2 separate regions of the Mus musculus genome follow, and region 1 is linked to region 2. The links are chromatin contacts, called in public HiChIP or PLAC-seq maps. All regions are on one chromosome and are shown on one strand. The core of a region is the stretch at or near the end of the contact, and the rest is flanking DNA. Distances in the headings are between cores, read along the strand shown. Region 1 holds the start of Mipol1 (mirror-image polydactyly 1). Region 2 has its middle 25 kb from the start of Gm15524.

Region 1 (2,700 bases), core at 30-2,529, 560 kb after region 2:
GTTTAGAAGTTAGTGTGGCCTCTTTTTTGGAAACTTTTGCTATGTATCCCAGGCTGTCCTGGAATTCACGTTCACTCTTCAAAGGTTCAGAATTACAGATGTGTACCACCATAATCATATTTTTTTAGTGGTGGTTTGTTTACATAAAAATATGATTCAACTCCGACTAATGTAAAGTAATAAATAAAATTTAAAAATGCATTTAAAGCCTGAATCTGTCACAAGTCACTAGTACTAGTCATTAGTTACATAAATAATGAAACTTTTTCTTTTTAGTATTATGCTCTATTTATTCCAAATAATTTCCATCTGGTCATCTCATCCTTTTTTTCCATGCTTCATTCCTCCTGTCACCTACTTTGTGGAGTATGTGGCACTTCTGAAAGGTGAACCTTTGCTAGAGGAAATGGGTCACTGCTTTTTGGTTATAGAGCCCAGCTCCATTTTCTATTCTCTTGTTTTTTGACTGGATGGCTAGCCACTTTGCCATCCTGCCTTTATTAGCATGGTGGACACGGATCTCGTATTGCTATAAGCCAAAATAAAGTCTTTCACGAACTTTGTCTATTAATTCAGAAAATAAATATAATTTTCTGCTGTGGGTGTAAAAAATTACTATTATTACTGTTACCCCAGCATCCAGAAGACTACTTGGCATGTAGTATGCCCTCAATAAATAGATAAGTTAGAGTGACTTCAATAGCTCAACACTAAATTACCAGAGCATCAGTGGCTAGGGTGGGGTGCAGGAGTTCTAGATTAGATAGGGCAGCATAGGGACACTACTTCTCTTTCTTTAAAAGGAGAAAAATATTCGAATATTATCAGCTATATCATCTAATAGAATTCCACATTACTCCTATACTTCGCTTTAAAAATATCCCTGGCGTTCAGCCCTTTCTTTTAAGTTCTGCGATTGAACATTCTGAGTACACCCTTTCTAGTCCTGAAGTCAAAATGTCACCAGCCTTAAAGCTTTTCTGAAACCATTGGCCGATGTCTAAGTCTCACTCTGGCTCACTTCGCAGGACCTTTCCTTCTGTCCCCGCAAAGCACTGCGCACAGAAGGAAACCACTGCCCAGTGAAGATACTCCATGGGATGAGCCCGAGAACCACACATTTCCCCAGTTAGCGCGCACTGGTTGTCAGCTCCTCCCACAGAACGCGACCTCGAGGTCGCCTTCCTTTCCAGCAGCCCGGAACCATCCTTGAGCCCTCCAGCTCGCCGGAAGCCCCGCCCCGTCCCGCCCCGCCCCGCGGCAGCCAGCGGACTCGCGCATGCTCGCTGCGCGCAGCCTCGTCCCCGCGTGCTCTCGCGCGCTTCCTCTCGCCCGCTCTGCTCTTTTTGGTTACTCAGGGGCACGCGCAGCGTTTCGCGCGACGATTGGCTGCCTCGGTGGCGGCGCCACAGGACCGGGCAACTACGCGAGCGGAGTGGGCGCTTAAGGATCCCGCGGCTCCTCAGGTAACGGCGTGGACCGGGAGCGGCTGGGGGAGGGGGGAGAACCTCAGGGTGGCCTGCAGCCCGCCCGGGACTTCCGGCCGCGGCCCCTGGAGGTGCAGGAGCGCTGCGTGGCCCGCGTCGCGGCGTCCTCAGGTGACAACACCGCTCCTTCTCCAGGTTTCGGCCTCATGGCGTCATAGTCTTTCAAAAGTTAAGAAGGGACGAACAATGACTCGGAAGTGTGGGCTGTTTTTCCTCTAAGCTTTGACGAGTTAGGGTTTCAGTCCTGGCGGGACCGCGGATCCACTCTGTGCTTTTGCGGGACACTTGAGCGATTCACAGTTCTCACCCTTCAAAGTGCGAGCAAAAACCCCAGTGTAGTTCAGTATGCCCGGCGCCTACATTAGTAAGATGCAGCTGCAAACTCTGCCTTCACTACATTCAAGATTTGGCTTTTCTTTTTTTTCTTTTTCTTTTTGGTTTTTTTTTCGAGACAGGGTTTCTTTGTATAGCCCTGGCTGTCCTGGAGCTCACTTTGTAGACCAGGCTGGCCTCGAACTCAGAAATCCGCCTGCCTCTGCCTCCCGAGTGCTGGGATTAAAGGTGTGCGCCACCATCGCCCGGCCAAGAGCTGGCTTTTCTAACTGGAGGATGACACCACCCAGTGGTATTGGTGAAGTACTTGAAGTTGGACACTACAAGATAGAAGAATAGACTAGGTTTCTAAGAGAATAGGCCTTTGGAAGGGCTCCTTGAGCGTTTTGATGTCCGTTAATTCCCGATGGTGGTAGACAGCTAAAGAAGGACAGTTTTAACCTGTCTCACGAGTTACCTCACTTTGCAAAGTTTCGTATTGCCATCTGGAATGAACCTCACATCAAAGGACAGTTAGTTACATAATCATTACATAGGCTATCATCCCGTACCTCAATGTGCCTCAAACTAGAGTGACTTGAGAGGAGGGTAGTTAAAGGAGGAATTGCCTCCATCAGATTGGGAACATTTTCTTGATTAATGATTGATATGAGAGGGCCCAGATCACTGGGTTTTTTCAGCCCCAGGCAGGTTGGACCGCAGTTGTTAAGGAAGCAAACCAAGCATGCTATGGAGAGCAAGCCAGTAAGCAAGGTTACTCCCTGGTCTCTGCTTCAGTTCCTGTTTCCAGGTTCCAGCCTTGAGCTCTTTGCCTTGTTGCCCTGGATGGCGATGGATGCTGACCCTCCACTATGTTTGTTTTTGGTCATGGTAGTCTTGT
Region 2 (2,700 bases), core at 41-2,540:
TCCAGAACAGCCTGGGCTACAAAGAGACCCTGTTTCAAAAAGCCTTAAAAATGAATGAATGAATGAATGAATGAAACCACAATATAGACTATTAAAATGTGGTTATGTTTCATAACATCTCACTGAAAATAGATACTTCTAGTATCAAGTGTTCAAGGTTAGCAAGCAACTCATCCATTAACTGCTCTTGAAATGTGTGCTTTTGTCTCACAAACACCCAGCCTCTACAAGACATTTATTTCTACCCTTTTAAGTGGCTATTTGCAAACAGCTTATCTAACAGTGTTACCAATGCTCTTGTTTTATAGCTATATTGCTTTTATTCAAACAGTATTGATAAACAATTAAGAAGATACAGACAGGTTCACAGAGAAGTAAGATGCAGGTACATATTTAAATGTGGTTGATAAGTCTGAATCTGTATATTTTGTACAAAAAATCCATTTTTTAAAAAACACTTAAACATTTTCTTAAAAATTTAAACAGATTATTAAAGGAAAGTTTTGAGGGATAAACCATTCTAGAATGGGAAAAACAAGTTCAACTTCTCTAATATCTATTTAGTCCTTTCCTTATTTATTTATTTATTTATTTATTTATTTATTTATTTACTTGATACAGAGTCTCACTATGTCTTCCAGGCTGGCCTCAGATGCAAGACCTTTCTGCTTTGCCTCCAAGTGCTGGGATTACAGCCCTTTGTCACCAGCTCCTGTCCACATTTGGAACGGATGTTTTGTGAAAGTGAATAGCCAGGGTTGCATAAGCCCTTTGGTCCATTCTGAGGGAGGCCACACAGAGAAAGGGACTATGCTCTTAGTTTTTCTCCCTGGGATTGGAGGCCCCAGCTGCTCTAGTGGAAGATGGCCCACAGACAGTGCTTGTGCTTGGTACATTCTGCTGAGCAGATTTAAGACTCTCCACTGCTTGCCTGAGGGCAGTTAGTCACATTCCACAGAGTGGACATATGGTGTATGGAATAATTGTTCATTTCCATGTGCTGTGAAAAGGGGTTTAGAAGGACAAAGCTCTCTCTCTCTCTCTCTCTGAACTTCTTTTCCCCTGAGAAACTGCAGAGTTTTGACCCACTTCACATCCGCCTCCTGCCTCTGGTTTTGAAATTTGCAGACGGACGGCTTGTTTGCTTGTTAGCATGAAAGGCTTTCTCTGGGTCTGTGCTTGTTAGTAAAGAACCAACAAGCATTGCGGTCCAAAGGTAATCACAGAATGAAATCCCTTCCAGATGGCAAACCCCACTCCTGATGCCGAAACCAGACTTTGCTGTTGCAGTGGGCCAGGTATGCAATGGCTCTCACCCAATCCTATTAGGGTTTCGAATGTGCACATGTGTTCCTGTCCTCCTCTGCTCGCACTTCCTCTCCTTCTTCTGTCACCTCTTACGTTGCTCGGCTTGGATCCATTTCAATCAGAAGAGTAAAATCAAAGCTGCATAAAACTTAAGTCTCAATTCTCCCATAAGTATCTGCGCTTCTGTTATATTGGGCTCTATTATATGATGACAGTTCTGTTAGGGCTGCAGCCACCAAGGACAGAATTAACTCTTTCTCCTAGCTGCCTACTTGCGCGACTTCACAAAGCTTGTCCCAGACAAAGCGCAACCGCGAAGAACACTTCTCTGGAAAGCTGGTTAAGCAGCGCCAGAAGGGATGAAGGATTACTACGCATGCTCAGCTGAGAATGGGTGTAGAAACGAGGTCAACTGGGCCGAGCAGAAGCCACCCCCCCCACCCCCCCGCAGACAGGCTGTGTGGGCTCTGCCATAGCATAGGAGATGGCGTCTTCAATCCCTACAAGCTGAAGTAGATGAGCGTTTCCCACAGGCTGTTTGAGAAAGGGACATAGAAAGGAAGAAAGCGAGACTGTGAAAAGAACATAGCACTAGAAAACTCTCTCCAAGTTATTGAACCACAGTACCAAGAGCTGAGGAAGAAAACTCATCAGGACAACTTTCCAAGAAAAATTCCCGTTACACACTGATTTCCTTCACTCCAAAAGTGACTGCCGTGGAGTTAACTTTCAGTTACCCTCTCAGCTTAATTCTAGAAGTATCTCAGTGACGGAATCTTTTCATTCTGTCCCTAACTAGTCGTCTTTACCAGGCCTCCACCGAAGCTCCTGTGGGCATGCGGGAGGACAGGCATCCGCGTGATCTGACCACATGTAAATAGGTAAAGCGCAGTGGGACATTTACATTCAGGCTCTAGAAGGACTCTCATTTTAAAATGTTTTCACTTATTTGGCTTGTGTGCTGATGGTGTACTTGCTGACTCATCGTTTCCATTGTGTATAATTTATTATATATTTTAACAGAAATATATTTCTTCTCAGGAAATATAGCATATAGTTTTCCTCACATTTAGCCATTTATTCCCAGATGTTTATATCCACAAGGTCCAAGAACTCCATAAAACTTAGGAAAGCAGCACATTGAAAATATCTACCCACAACCCATAAAAGAACGTGCGTAGTAAAAACGGTCCCATGTGCCAGTCCTTCCTCCAATACAAATCTTGCCAGTGTTTGAGAGTATCTTTCCAAAGGTGCAATGTGGGTAGATACCCGAATCCTGTATTTCCCTGTCACTGAGACAGTTCAAGATAAAACTGAAGAAATTCATGTATTCAACTCTTTTGGAAGATTTTAAAGAGATTGAATGGCTGGCGAAGTTTTTGTTTTATT

What was found. HiChIP or PLAC-seq counts read pairs in DNA pulled down with a chosen protein or histone mark.
Region 1: an H3K4me3 HiChIP or PLAC-seq map of embryonic limb bud shows a contact between it and region 2, with 3 times the contacts expected there. The contact joins the promoter of Mipol1 here to the enhancer-like site in region 2. A contact is called at or near these places in 2 of 39 promoter capture datasets (cranial neural crest and maxillary cranial neural crest) and 6 of 115 datasets of contacts at active chromatin or transcription factors (acute myeloid leukemia, craniofacial prominence, embryonic limb bud and 3 more).

What each region holds. Positions count from the first base shown.
Region 1 is chr12:57,229,146-57,231,845 of GRCm38.p6, forward strand. Mipol1 (mirror-image polydactyly 1) reads left to right here and starts at 1,280. Exons shown (of 10, transcript NM_001164370.1): 1 at 1,280-1,466. It overlaps Prps1l3 (phosphoribosyl pyrophosphate synthetase 1-like 3), which reads left to right and starts at 1,267. Exons shown (of 2, transcript NM_001037746.3): 1 at 1,267-1,466.
Region 2 is chr12:56,668,706-56,671,405 of GRCm38.p6, forward strand. No RefSeq gene overlaps it. Among named protein-coding and RNA genes, the nearest start is that of Gm15524, 25 kb to the right of the region's middle. Within about 2 kb of position 1,291, at least 10 of the 459 cell types and tissues checked have an H3K27ac peak or open chromatin away from gene starts, as enhancers often do. A contact at or near this core is called in embryonic limb bud, where this site is marked.